Linked DNA regions of Mus musculus: region 2 is linked to region 1. Evidence: chromatin contacts called from public HiChIP or PLAC-seq data. All regions are on one chromosome and are shown on one strand. Each heading gives the region's core, a stretch centred on a gene start, on an enhancer-like site or on the middle of the called end of the contact. The rest is flanking DNA. Distances are from core to core; before and after follow the strand shown.

Evidence for each region. HiChIP or PLAC-seq counts read pairs in DNA pulled down with a chosen protein or histone mark.
Region 2: a CTCF HiChIP or PLAC-seq map of the NIH/3T3 cell line shows a contact between it and region 1, with 14 read pairs. The contact joins the enhancer-like site here to the promoter of Epha1 in region 1. A contact is called at or near these places in 7 of 39 promoter capture datasets (the 3T3-L1 cell line, 3T3-L1-derived adipocytes, embryonic stem cells and 3 more), 1 of 15 datasets of contacts at CTCF or cohesin (the NIH/3T3 cell line), 17 of 484 Hi-C or Micro-C datasets (the C2C12 cell line, LSK cells, adipose-derived mesenchymal stem cells and 9 more), 5 of 115 datasets of contacts at active chromatin or transcription factors (bone marrow-derived dendritic cells, embryonic fibroblasts, embryonic stem cells and 1 more) and 2 of 9 other capture datasets (adipose tissue and liver).

What each region holds. Positions count from the first base shown.
Region 1 is chr6:42,370,717-42,377,833 of GRCm38.p6, reverse strand. It overlaps Epha1 (Eph receptor A1), which reads left to right and starts at 4,566. Exons shown (of 18, transcript NM_023580.4): 1 at 4,566-4,708; 2 at 5,592-5,659. The coding sequence starts at 4,624. 2010310C07Rik (RIKEN cDNA 2010310C07 gene) reads right to left here. Exons shown (of 4, transcript NR_045169.1): 2 at 6,436-6,581.
Region 2 is chr6:42,415,620-42,422,736 of GRCm38.p6, reverse strand. No RefSeq gene overlaps it. Among named protein-coding and RNA genes, the nearest start is that of Tas2r135, 14 kb to the right of the region's middle. Within about 2 kb of position 3,101, at least 54 of the 459 cell types and tissues checked have an H3K27ac peak or open chromatin away from gene starts, as enhancers often do. A contact at or near this core is called in the C2C12 cell line, the NIH/3T3 cell line, adipose-derived mesenchymal stem cells and 3 more, where this site is marked.

The sequences.
Region 1 (7,117 bases), core at 3,317-5,816:
TATCAAACAAGTGATTAGGTAAACCTCCCAAGACACCTCAGAGAAACTTCAAACTGCTACTATCTCAGAACAGACCAGGTTCTGATATGAAGACTCAAGTACCTGAACAATTTGAGTGTCTCCCTCCTAGCAAAATGGTGTGGATCGAGAGGAAAACATCTGGGGTGAAGAGAATGGCCACAGGCTGCCTCGGTATATGCTAATCAATCAGTGACTTGTAAAGTTAGCCAAACCTTAATGGAAGTTCCTCTCAGTGGGATTAAACCTGCTTAGAAGGCACACGGGCAAGCAGGATAAACAATGGGAGTCACCCAATGTAGCAATTCAAGTGTAGAACACTTAACCACCGTAGAGCAAGAGTCCTTTAAAAATAAGACGTTCTTCATACAATGAATAAGAGTGAATCATACACTTGTAGAAGAAATCAACATGGAACCACGTGACTAAATCTCACACCTGCAATATGAACCAAAGACCTCAAATGCCAAGAAGTTCATTCCAGGTGACTCCATTTTATAAAACACAAAATTAGGAAAACATATTTGATTAGACTTTACATTATGATACAGGTTTCTTTGACTGCATAGGGATGGAGGAATGAGCCAAAGGGGTGACCCTGACATCTTTGCTTCTGAAAACCCTGAGTTAGGGATGCTAGCCGGTCCTACAGAACTGAATTCAATCCTGGTTTTACAAGTGACTTCCCCTGTCAGTGCCTGGATTTTTCCATCTATAAAATGGACTAATAACACACTGCTCAAAGGGTTGGTGTGAGAAGAGACATAATATATGTAAAGTGCCCAGGAGCATGCGTAGGTGCTGTAATAAACGGTAACTATTATTATCCCCGCCCCTGTGCCTGATAGTAAACCAGGATCAGAGGGGAGATAGGTAAGCACACAGCTGAGAAGGGAAGGGGAAGACCAGACCAGGCTATGATCAAAGATGTACAGAATCCACTCCAACGCTGCACAGCTATGAGCTAGGTTTCCTTCCCACAGCCCACACAATCTCCTAAATCTTGCTTCTGCGAGTGTGGGCCCGCCCCTTGTAACTAGCAAAGCTGTTCTGGTCCCATCTACATGAGCCCTTGTTAGGAGACCTGACACTGATCTGATAAGTTAATTTGTACTAATGCTCTCAGTGTGGTTTACTAGCCGCCTTATGGGCCACCCTTCTAGGGATCTAAGTTGGGTTTTAACCAGAGCTTTTTGGATATACAAGGCCTTGACCTAAGCTGGGTGCAATTTAACCTTATCCTGGGTCAGAAAGGAACCAGTCAGGGAAAAGAGGGGACACTATAACCAAAGCAGTGTGAAGTCCAGGGTTACAGGAATAAGCAAGAGTTCAGGGGAAGCCCCAGCTGCAGAGACTGCAGCTCTCCTTCCTGACTGCTGAGTTAAGAAGAAACCAGACCACTTCAACTAGGGAGGAGCAGAGAACGAGTGGGAGGCCCTCAGATCAGAGGCCTTGGAGGCTAGGGAAGCAGAGTGGAGAAGAAGTTTTCAGTTGTCACTTAGAATTGTTAAGTAATGTCTTAGGACATCCACACAGAGGATGGTGCTTAGCAACAAGTGCCAACATTTGACACATGTGCAGTGGAGAGGCATCGTGGTAACATCCTGCTAAAGAGGAAAAGCCAGACCCCAGAGACTAATGAAATTCTGGAAAAGGACTCGCTTATCTATGCTGACAGATCCCTGGGGCCAGAAGTGCAATTGTTCAAAGAGGCACAGGGAAAGATTTCTAAATAATAGGAGCAGTTTGTATCTGGGTTGAAGTGGCTGGAATGAGGACATATGCGTTTGTCAGAGCCCACTGAACTGTTTACTCAGAATGGGTGCAGTTTATCCCTTGTCTGTCCTCAATAAAATTAATTTTTAAAGGAAAAAAAAAGAATGATATGTTAGTCACAAAGGTTGTTGAGCTCAGGAGTAAGGTAAGAGGCCCCGCCCTCGGGAGAGCATCACAAGCCCCAGACCCCAATGCTCCTCTAGAAAATTAACATTCACTCAGGGAGGTAAGGAAGGGCTTTCTCCCATCTGATTGTCTTTCCTGATTTATGAGATGAGCTTGATTAATCTCATTTTATAGTCAAGGAAACTAAAGCACCGAACAATCAAGGGAACTGGCCTAAGTTTTCTGACTCAGAATCCTGATGCCTTTCCGTTGGCCAGGAAAGGCCCTGGAAATAGCCACAGAGATAATGTTGCTTCAGTGAAACCGAAGCCCAGAGAGTGTAAATATCTCGACATGGGTCACACTGCTAGCTAAAGACAGAGTCCAAAATTGAAAGTGCCTCCTGTGTGTAACACACATCAGAAAGAAATGTCACACTGAGGTCACCTTGAATGAAGGTAAAGGACTCAGGAGCCATATGGATGCAGCTTGGGGAGGAAAGGATGGGATGAAGGGACGCCATTAGGCAGGAACCTGGGGTAAGAACTGAAGCAGAGTTCCTAAAAGTACACTGCTTCCTGGCTTGCATCCCAAGGTTTACTCAGTGTGCTTTCTGATACTCCCTAGGACCACCTGCCCAGGAACGGCACTGCCCACAGTGCACTGGGTCCTCCTACACTAGTCTTTAAACTTGGCAATACCTTCACAGACTTGCCCACAGGCCAATCTGACAGAGGCAATACTTCAACTTTTTCCTGTTCCCAAATAACTATAGCTTGTGCCTAGTTGACAAAACAAAACAAAAAAAACAAACAATGCACACCAATATAGAAAGTTTACCCTAAAACAAAAGCAAGGCTCCTTTCCAGAGCTCAACACTCCAGCTTCCATTGCATGACATAATTCCCTCATCTCCTTGGGTCCCAAGGGTCTTCTAACTTTAACAAACCCCACGAATGAGCACATGCATTACCTCATCAGAGTCTGGCTTATTTCCTAGCAGTGATTGTCCAATACTGCTCCATCCCCCCTTCTGTTGGCTTTGTACCCTTTATCCATTCCTCCCTGCTGAAATCACAACGCTCTGCCTGGAGAGCAGGCATGGGCCTTCTCCTTGCCAGATGCCGAACATCAAGAAAAGATATCCCTAGTGCAAAGTAGTATGTGTCCTCTGTGCCCTAACCCCTACCCGCAGTTTAAATGCTTATCTGTGTAGAGAAGTGGAGAGAGGGAGAGAGAGAGAGAGAGAGACTGACAGACAGGGAAAGTATAAAGTTGTATGGAGACATAGAGAGAATTTTGAGAGGAACTACAAAAAAATAGTAGATGATTTTTAACTTAGAGCATTTTACAGAGTGGGGAAAGAAGAGTTCTATTCAACATTTAGTTCTTCCCATTGAACATGGTTTTTCCAATGACTATTATATATTACATTTACTTATTTATGTCAACAAGAGTAGGGTAGGTCAAGAAATTAGGGATCATATTTATCTACCAATACTTATATATTTTTTTAAAATGGAAAATAAGAAGAAGCATTAATTCTAATAGTATCTACGATCTACCACTTCCCCTCCAGTACAATGACCAAAATATGCAACAATTTAAATGGTAAAAAGATATGCGTGAGTCATATTAATGGGGTGAAGCCAGAAAAGGATGAAAAAGAGGGGCCCCAGGGACTGGAGCCATGAGTGGCTGCATAGCTCACACTGCTAGCCTGTTTTCATCTCTTTGGGGTTCCGCCCTGCTTACCTTATAGTCATCTGTGTGCTGACTTCAGCTCCCCCTACCCCCTAGCCCTCTTCAGACAAGTAATTTGTTTAGGATAAGTACTTTACTGTCTCTGAGCTTAAAACACATACATAGTGAAAGCTGAACAGACATCTATTAAGTAGGATGGGAGGCAGTCCCAAAGAGAGAGCCCAGAGCTGCCACCTCTTCACTAAAACTGTACTGGAAATGCTCCCCAGGTCCCCGTGTCTGCACCGTGGGTATAAGGCAAAGTTCAAACTCCTCCTCCTGTTTACCAAAACCTTCCCGGTTCTGGTCCACACCTGTCTTTCTGCCCTGGCTCCCAAGACAAATGCTGTGCCCCAGCAGTCAAACTGGTCCATGTACCACTCCCTGAGCACACCTTGAGGCTCCCTGCCTGCAGGCCTTTCTCAATCTCAATCTTTCTCTGCCACTAAACACCCTGGTCACGCCAGCTTCCCCCCCCCCCCCCCCTGAGGATTACTCCTGACTTTGTTAAGGATTGTACCAATTTGCATGGTTGTCATCGAAGCCGAACAGGATGAAGGAATGTCTCCCACTCCTAAATTTCCAAGTGAGCATGACAAGTCTCGAGTCCACAGAAAAGAAAGGGAGTAAAACGGAGATCTTTTTTAAGTCAAGCTGAATTCGATTGAAAGCTGGATCAAAACTGGGTTGGGTTTAGGATACATTTAAGAATGTCTGTCTAGTCAATTCCTAGCAACACCCACTAGGCGGCGCCTTCAGTCTCATTCCAACCAAGACGCCTCCAGGTTTTAAAGTTTATTACCTGTCTAACAAGTTTCCTTCCTGTCCTCCTGTCCCTTTAAGAAGGTGAACCAGGTGAGGCTGAGGCCCCGCCCCTCATCTGGCCCCGCCCTCCGCCCCCGCCTAGCCGGCCTGGATCGCCCAGTCCCTCGCGACCTGGCCCAGCCGTAGGGGCCGTGGTCCCAGGTCCCGGCCGGCGCCATGGAGCGGCGCTGGCCCCTGGGGCTTGCATTGCTGCTGCTGCTGCTCTGCGCCCCGCTGCCCCCGGGGGCGCGCGCCGAGGAAGGTACCGACCCCCGCCCTCTCCCTTTCCCGGCTGACGGGCAGCAGCCTGCAAGAGCCGGCATTCCTGAGGAGGCCCTCTTCCCCGAGCCCCACTACTTCTCCCTGGCTTCTCCCCAGTAGCGGGAAGATCGATTGGCCAGGCCAATCTTTGGTCTTTAACCCCAGACTCCTGCCCACGGGATCAGTCACCCCTACTCTGTTGGCCAGCACTATTTGCTGCGGTTGGAGAGGGAGTTCCTGACCACAGCCAGGAAGCTGCATTCCTACTGCAGCATCATGGGACCCTCCAAATGCCCACCCCTGACTTTGCAGCAGCACTCAGAAGTCTGAGGCGGAAAGCCTCCTTCTGCCAGCCTAACCGGAGCACAAATAATCCTCCAGTGGTGGAAGGATTAGAACTTTTGGGATTGCTAGGTGTAGGGGTCCAATCTTCCACCTAAAGTTTTGCACACTCTGTCCATGCCCCTCCCACTTCCCAAAATCATAGCTTCACCTAAGGCCCCACCTCCTCTACCCTCACCTACCAGAGCAGGCCACTGACAACTGGAGTCAAAATCCAGCAGGATCCCCCTGCCAGGGTCCCACTCAGGACTACAAAGGCTTAGCTTCCCTGACGTCCGCCCACGGCATCCTTGCAGATGTTCTCCAGGGCTCCGTGGGTGCCACGTCTGGGGTTGCTCTTCCAACGCTTGCCGTCCTGACTCTGGTTCAGGCACCAGTCCCCCAGCCCTTGCCCCACTCTGCCTTTCTCCTCTGCCTCAGGATGTCACACTGTTAGGAAGACGTTCTGGGCAGCCTCGGACTGGGGAGTCCCAGAATACCCAGTGTAGGGAGTTGGGTACCACCACCCCAGGGATGACATCGTTCTTTTCTCCCCCATTCAGTCACTCTAATGGACACAAGCACAGCACAAGGAGAGCTGGGCTGGCTTCTGGATCCCCCAGAGACTGGGGTAAGTATTTGAAGGACCTGGGAAAGTTCAAGTTTGAAGGCCAGTGGGAAATGGGGTGGAGAGGTGGGTGGAGGAACAGAAAAGAGCAGGAAAAACTGGAAGTGTCTCCTCAAAGAGGGGGAGGGGAGCTGAGTCAGAGGCTCCTGAATGGTACTCCTAGGGAGCTGGGGGGTGTCAAACTCCACTCAGTGGGACTATCGCTACTCCCTCACCCTCCTACCATAGGGTTGGGGGTGGGGGTATGAGCTCTCGACTCCCAGGGAGAGTATGCCTATGCTAAGGAAGGCTGGATGAGAGCTGAGACACCTGGAAAGCATGCCCCAGTCTCAGCTCCGTTCCTTACAGTGGAGTTATGTGGATGGTTTTCTGAACATTAGAGAACTCCATAAAAGGGTAAATGATGGATGGATTTTTTTTTTCTTTCTGAAGAAGAGAGCCAAAACTTTCATCTAAGTCTTCAAAGGTATTTTGACTCCCTCAAACTTAAAAGCTGCGCCCCTCCATGGGCCCTGCACACTCTCCATCCCTCCCAGGCAGGCTCCACAAACACCATGGATTCCAGCTGTTTGAGAAAGAGAAAGGGAAAAAAAAAAAAAAAAACAGCTCCAAGTTGCTAACTTCCTTAGGTGTGGTGTCACTGAGACCCAGTGAGCAGAGGTGGACAGTTAGTGTGTCCTACAGACTGTTCAGACCCAAAGTCCAGAGACAACCTTGCTGCAACGCACTAGAGCTGTCCTGAGAACCCCAGAACGGTACCTCTAGGATTGGAGACTTACTACTGGTCCTGGACCTATTCTCTGGCTTCCTTCCTCCAATACCCAAGACATGTGCTGCTGCTGTTTCTTGGGAGTAGGGTTATTGCCTTCTTTCTCTCTTGGACTGGAGGGTCGAGGCTCCCCTTTGAGCTCTTCCACAGAGTGGCCTATAATTAGAGTTAATAGACTAAACCATAATGTATCCTCCAGGAGGGGCCATTTGGAAAATCCCAGATTAGGCCAGCTTTAATAGGTGCCTCATCTCATAAACCAGCTAATCACCCACAACCAAGGCAGCAGGACCATCTGCTGGCCTCCACTGGCTCTTCCTTAAGCTCCACCAGCCCCACCCAAATAACTCGTCCCTAACTGAGCCCCAATGGAAGCAAGGCCCTTTTCCTGTCTGGTGCTAGAAGCGCAGTGCACCCCCTGCAACTGTACTCCCAGTCTCTTTCATGTCCCTTCCCTCTTCTAAAACAGATTTAAGTCCTTGGAGCCAAGCTCCCAGAATACACCCTATGCTGGAGTAGCAACCAGCAGCTCCTGAGTGTCAAGTGAAAGGACCCTCAGTGCTGTTTCTGGCCCCAGAGATGTCCCCATCTGTCACTGCTGGAGCTGGAAGAGGCAGTCACAGCTGGGAGCATCTGTTTCCCTCTGCTCCAGCTGCAGCCTTGGCAGTCTGCTTAGTGCTCTGCCGCACAGT
Region 2 (7,117 bases), core at 1,852-4,351, 46 kb before region 1:
AAAATTATGTTTACATGGCTGATATATTGGAACTACGTTTTTGTAGAACACACATAGACTAGCACAATTCAAAGTGAGAAGTGTCTATAAAGAGTAGTGGGTATTAACTGTATTTATCTTTAGGGTTCCGTAGAGATTTAAATTGTCTTTTCTCTAACATAATAAATCCCAACCACACTTTTCCTTCCCTCCACTCCTCCCAGCTTCCCCCATCATCTCTCCTCTTCCCCAGATCCACTAGTCCTCCATCTCCCTTCAGAAAAGAGCAGTCCCTGCATGAGACAAAAACCAAACACAACAAACCAAAATACAGTAAGACAAAGGAAAAGCTCTCACACTGAGGCTGAACAAGGCAACCAAACAGGAGGAAAAGAATTTCAATGAGTTAAAGACACACATGCTCCCACAGTTAGGAGTTCCACAAAGAAAGGAAGAAAGAAGGAGTTCCACAAAGAAAGAAAGAAAGAAAGAAAGAAAGAAAGAAAGAAAGAAAGAAAGAAAGAAAGAAAGAAAGAAAGAGAAAGAGAGAGAGAGAGAGAGGGGGGGGGGAGGGAGGGAGGGAGGGAGGGAGGGAGGGAGGGAGGGAGGAAGGAAGGAAGGAAGGAAGGAAGGAAGGAAGGAAGGAAGGAAGGAAGGAAGGAAGAAAGGAAGGAAGGAAGGAAGGAAAAGGAAAGAAAGGAAAGGAAAGGAAAGGAAAGGAAAGGAAAGGAAAGGAAAGAAAAGAAAAGAAAAGAAAAGAAAAGAAAAGAAAAGAAAAGAAAAGAAAAGAAAAGAAAAGAAAAGAAAAGAAAAGAGAAAAATTCATACACAGAGGACCTAGTGTAGACTTCTCCAGATTCCATGCTTTCTGCTTCGGTCTGTGTTTTAGAAGTGAGAGACTGGGTTGACATCTGGCCATGACCAATGACCCTAACTCTCCTAATTATGAATTCTCTGGCCCTGGCCCTACAGGATTCCCTAAGTTCATAAATGCCATTTACAGATTTCAAATTGAGACTGAAATGAGGAAGTCTCTTAGAAGTTTGGTAACTTTACTTCTCAGGGTTACGTCATGACCTGTTGTTTTGCTACCACGGTGATCAGGAAAACAGAGGGGAAATAAGGTACTCCTTGAAGGATGACTGCTTCAAAAACAAGGACAAACACAATAGGGACTAACAATGTGGGTCAGAAACAGTTGCCCTAGGGCTGACCCAGACTAGAGTGAAGATGCCAGGAGAAGAGTTTTCACTGGGAAGCCAGTGGACTTTCCAGATTGTGTGCTTTACAGTAGACTTAAAGATTCTCACCCAATGTTTAAAATAAGCAAGTAAATGTGAACGGAGAAGTAAGGAAAACATCTCAAGGTTTCAATCAGCTTTACCTAAGAATGAACTTTAACAGTGTCAGGGCAGGGGTCATGTGCCCCAAACTCAGTGACTTTGGGACTCTTTTGATATGAGCTATCTATAAGTGCCTTCTAGAGGAAAGCAAGACACAGAAGGATGTTCAGGCACACACCACCTTGGGAACTTTCTAGAATCTTGATGGGGTGCTCCGCAAAGCAGTGTTCAAGACACTCCCCACATCGGAAGGACTTTGTGGTCCTTACATCCTGGGTACTCTGCAATGTTACCCTCTTCACAGCCACGGTTTAAAGATTTGCTAAGAACATATTAGATACTATATTTTAAAACGATATATATATATATATATATATATATATATGCCAGCAATGCCTACAAATAATTCTATTTACTGTGACTCTCGATCCTTCCTTAGAAAGTATGCACCACCATTCAACTTCTGATTCTCAAAGGGATTTGCACAAAAAATTTTTGCTGAATAGTGTAAAATCTGATTCATTTGAACACATGCTGCAATATAGATGTGGCTTTGGTCCTATAATAAAGAGCATTCTCCAAATGCACAAGTACGGTTTTCTTCTACTCCCACAAAGCAACACAAAAGACGAGCTAGCCTGGGGCCGAGGGTTGGCTGCTTTTCCTTTTTGAGATAATCTTGGTTTGTGACCACATCTTTTGGAGCAGATGCTTTCAGTATCTAGTAATCTGAGGAAACTGGCTTGGTAAATCCTCTGATCAAGTTATGAAAACAGAAGCAGAGGAGCCCTTGTCTTGCTGGGCAATATTCATATCTTCATCTTCTTGATTTTCTTTATATACTTCTGAGCGTACTCCAAACACTACTGAGGTATCTGTGCATGTGACTGCAATGCAAAGATGTTTTAATTCGGAGATTAAGACTGGAGGATTAGGAGTTGTAGGTCACCCTGGGCTACATAGCAAGACCTTGTCTCACAAAGAAAAAATAAGGAGCCAATAAGATGGCTCAGCAGGTAATGACAGTTGCTGCCAAGACTGATGACCTGAGTTTAATCCCCTGGGCCAATACAGTGGGAGAAGAAAACTGACTCTCGAAAATTGTCTGATATGCACCTTGGTGGCCTCCACATAAACACAAAATAAGTAAGTGTAGTAAAATTTAAATAAATAAAGTGGAAGAGTATTTTCAAAACATAAGAAAATAACTATGGCATAATGATTGCCTGTAATACTCAAGAAATAGACAGGCAGATCCCAAGTTTAAGAACAACATGGGTTGCATTGTGGGACTTTCTGACACATAAATTTATATATATATATATATATATATATACACACACACATTTATACCTATGTGCAGATATGTGTGTATGTACTTGTACATATGTACATATACATGTGCATATACAAAACAGTCTTTTCTGTTGAGACCATGAAATCTCATCTCAATTCTGAAGGCTAAGGATAACTTTTTGAGAGCAATTATAATAATCACAATAATAGATTAACAACTCAGCAACCATAGGGAATGCTGCTGATTCACCTCCACACAAGGCACTGGGTAAAACTTGAGAAAGCCAGCTCTTTCCCCAGCTCCTTAAAGATTCCTTAAATATAGTAAAGAGGTGTTAGGAATCCAGACTTCTTCTAACTATAATTCTTTAAACTGCTTATTTTTCTTTCTCTTTGAAACTTCCCACCATTAGGGACAGTACAGTCATACATTGCTTAACAACAGGGAGATTTTCTGAGAAGTGAGTCACTTGGCAGTTTCATCTGCCATTCACCTCCCAGAGTACACTCACCCAAACCTTCATGGCGCAGGCGATCACTCCCCATAGTCTCTTAATGCAATCAGGAAATGTGGCAAATGAAGATGTGTGAGTCTGGTTGGGGGTGCAGCAAGGGGTATGTGCTTACTGTCTTACTGTAAGTTTTCAATTTATAGACAGGACTACACTCTAAAGTAACAGCAAAGCATATAGCATGACAAAAATGCATAGTCATTGGTTTTCATTAGCAAGTATTACATATTTATATAATTGTGCTGATTACTTCTATGACTAACAATACACCAGGTGTGTTTATACCAGCATCCCCACAAACATGTGAGTTGTTCTTTGTGTTACAATGGTTCTATGAACTTTTTTTTAATATTGTGAGACCTTCATCATATCGTAGTCCATTGCTGATGAGACTGCAGTGGTGTAGCATATAATGTGGTCTTTCTGCATCAGGATTGGTTGGGACCTGTTTTTAATGATGACCCAAGTCGTAATAATCCAAAGAGTTTGTCAACAGAGCAGAGAGCCACGATCCTCAAATTTTAGTTCTAAATCCTTTATCCCTGGAGACAGAAAGCGATCTCTCTCTCACTTGAACTGGCAAGATGCCTCAGTAGGTAGAGTACTGTGTCATACAAGTATGAGAATTCAAGTCCAAATTCCTAAACTTGCATAAGTGCCATGCAGTTGTGTGGACCTTCGTGCAATCCTACCATTAGGGAAATAAAGATAGAAGATTCCCCTCAACTAAGTTGGACAATTAGACTATGTGAATCAGTGATCTCTGGGTTCAAGTAAGAAACTCTGATTCGATATAAGGAGAACAGTGATAACGGAAGACATTAAACATAAGACTCTGGCCTCTACATGCACACATAAACATGTGCCACACATGACAACATGTACACAGAGAGAGAAAGACAGAGAGAGACAGAGAGACAGAGAGGGAATATATTATAACTCTGATACAAAAAGTACAATAATCTTTTGGCACAAAAATAATTTTGCATTTTAAATCATCACCATATGCAAAATAGAGTGATTAGTGATAGTATGTAAATATTCTATCTTAACTAGTTTATTCAATCACTTATAAAACCATTTCATTCATAGGACAAGAAACAAAAATTAAAGAAATAACTGGCCACCACTACAGTCCCTCATCATCAGCCTTGACTCTATCATTATCAAACTGAATAAACCTTATTTACAGGTAAAAGTTGTGTCAGTCAGCTCAACTTACTGACGTTCGAAACCACATTTAAGCCACTCACTGCTAAAACACACTGTCAAGTCTTTTATCTGTCACTAAGACCAGTCATCAAGGCCATTAAAAGTTTACTTCATTACAAGCCTAAAACAGAAGCCAACCCCAGGAGAAATAGCAGAAGATACATCCTGTTCACTCTCTGCCTCACAATTTTGATCTGACTTCAAAGACTCAGCTTGCTTTACAGTTTTTCTCCCACTTAGGGGTCCATTCACATAGCTTTCTTCTTCTGCCCATTTTCACCTGAGTGATTCACACAAGAGGATCCAGTGAGGCAAACCATTAACATTGAGGCAAAAAAGATCATGATGGCATTAGGAAATGTCAAGCCAGAAAAATTATCACAAGAAATAGATGGAAATTCTCTTAGATACCATATTAGAATTCACAAACAAAATATGCAGCAACATATTATAAATAGATCATGCTAGGCAATGGCTGTACTAGACTAACTTCTATTTTAGAATTGGAAATTCTAATCTAACACTATTAGAACTTGACTTATAGTCTCTTTAGCTCTTCATTGTTTTGCATTCTTCTAACTAGTTCATGCATACAGGAAGAAAAACAGCATAGAATGTTTCTTGAATGTTAGCACCCTGCCTGCACGTACCCATTGCTCTCAGTAGACAGACGTGTATATAGATCACCATTGTCTAGATTGATAAATTCTTTTTTAATTAATTCAACTGGAATTTTTTATAAAGGGTCTCATATATCTCATGCTTACCTTGAACTTATCTCGAACTTCTGGACTTCCTGCCTGTACTGACTAGCTTTGTGTCAACTTGACACTGCTGGATTATCACAGAGAAAGGAGCTTCAGTTGAGGAAATGCCTCCGTGATATACACTGTCAGGCATTTTCTCAATTAGTGACCAAGGGGGAAAGGCCCCTTGTGGGTGGGAGCATCTCTGGGCTGGTAGTCTTGGTTCTATAAGAGAGCAGGCTTACAGCCCGTAAAGAACATCCCTCCATGGCCTCTGCATCAGCTCCTGCTTCCTGACCTGTTTGAGTTCCAGTCCTGACTTCCTTTGGTGATGAACAGCAGTATGGAAGTGTAAGCTGAATAAACCCTTTCCTCCCCAACTTGCTTCTTGGTCATGATGTTTGTGCAGGAATAGAAACCCTGACTAAGACACTGCCTTTACCCTCTGAGTGTGGGAGTTACAGACACATAGCATCATGCCATTCATGGGATGCTAAGAATTGAGCACAGTGCTTTGCACACACAAGCGCTTCATCAGCTGAGCTATCTCTCCAGCCCCAATAAATTCTTGTTAAAACGTGAAAGAAGTAGAATGATGTTATCCCTGTCTATAAATGGCTGTAGACATTGAAAGAGCTAGTTGTTGTATGAGGTAACCAGCAAAAAAAAAAAAAAAAAAAAAAAAAAAAACCACTGACATTTCTGAATATATAAGATAATGTCAGTTGATGATCCAGGCTCTAGTGGTCATTCTCAGTGAGATAGAAAGAAAAATGTTTGCGTGAATAAAATTAGTCTCATTCCCTATAATAATTATGCATGTATCCAACTAATACATATTGAGTATCTACCATGTGCCAGTAGAAGACAAGACAGGCACAAATCTCTATCCTTGCAGAGCTTGTAGAATAGTGAGGGAATAAACAGTAGACAATACAAATAAGTACAGTAGTGATAAATGTAGGAAAAATCAGGCTAGGCAGTTTGGAGGACTGCAGTTTAAAGAGCCAAAGCAAATGCCTGAAGAAATGAAGAAGCAAGTTAGGCCGTTATCTACAGGAGAGCATTTCAAGCACCAAAAGCAAAGATCTTAGAAATATACCTGAAGAATTCAAGGAAGATCAAGGAAGCCAAGCAGTCAAGAAAAGAGTGAAGAGGATTTGGGTTGGATGTGTTCAAGACAATGTAGGCAGGCATGAAAGTGCCAAAGAACAAATTAAAAATATTCTTCTACAAAATCTGAGAAGATGTCTGGCTACAAGGAGATGATTTCAGGTTTAAGCATTTCCTTTTGCCTTCAGACTTGAGCTTTATTCTTGAGGTAGAAAGCAAGCAGAGTTATGAGAGAGCTGCGGCACGATACAATTTGTATTTTTAATGAATCCTACTGACTATTGTGTCGAAAATAAACAGAAGGCAAAAGAACAGTAGGAGCTGTAGAACCAGTTAGGAGGCAACTGTAACAATACAGCCATGTAATAACAGTGGCTTGCACCAGACCATAACCGTGAAAATAGTGAATTACAACAGAACTAAAAACACTCTTGAAGGTGGACACTAGAACTCTATCCCTAATGTTTTCAAACCTTTGTGACACAATCTGATCTCAGAATATCGTAGGCACAATTTAACTTCTTATGGAACCAAAACCTTGAAGTGTGTCAGCTACAAATGCTTAGCTCTAGGTAAAGTGATGTGGCACCCCAGTTGCTGAGTGATTCAATATTGACTGTAAAAGATTTTGACCAAAGCAACTGAAGGATGAAGATGTCACATACTGATACAAAGCTAACAAAAAGAAAACAGTGAAAGATTTTAGGGATCAGATTCATAGGATACCCAAGGATGTTGGTTTGGATATAGGTTTGAAATAGGCAGTCACATGGATATGTAAAGAGGAGATATTCATGTGTGGATAAAAGACATTACTCATGAAAACTGAACCACTTAGCTCCATATTCAGATACAAATCATGAGATGGAGACATTTGAACAGCTGATATGTGGAAGAATTACTTTCAAATGAAAAC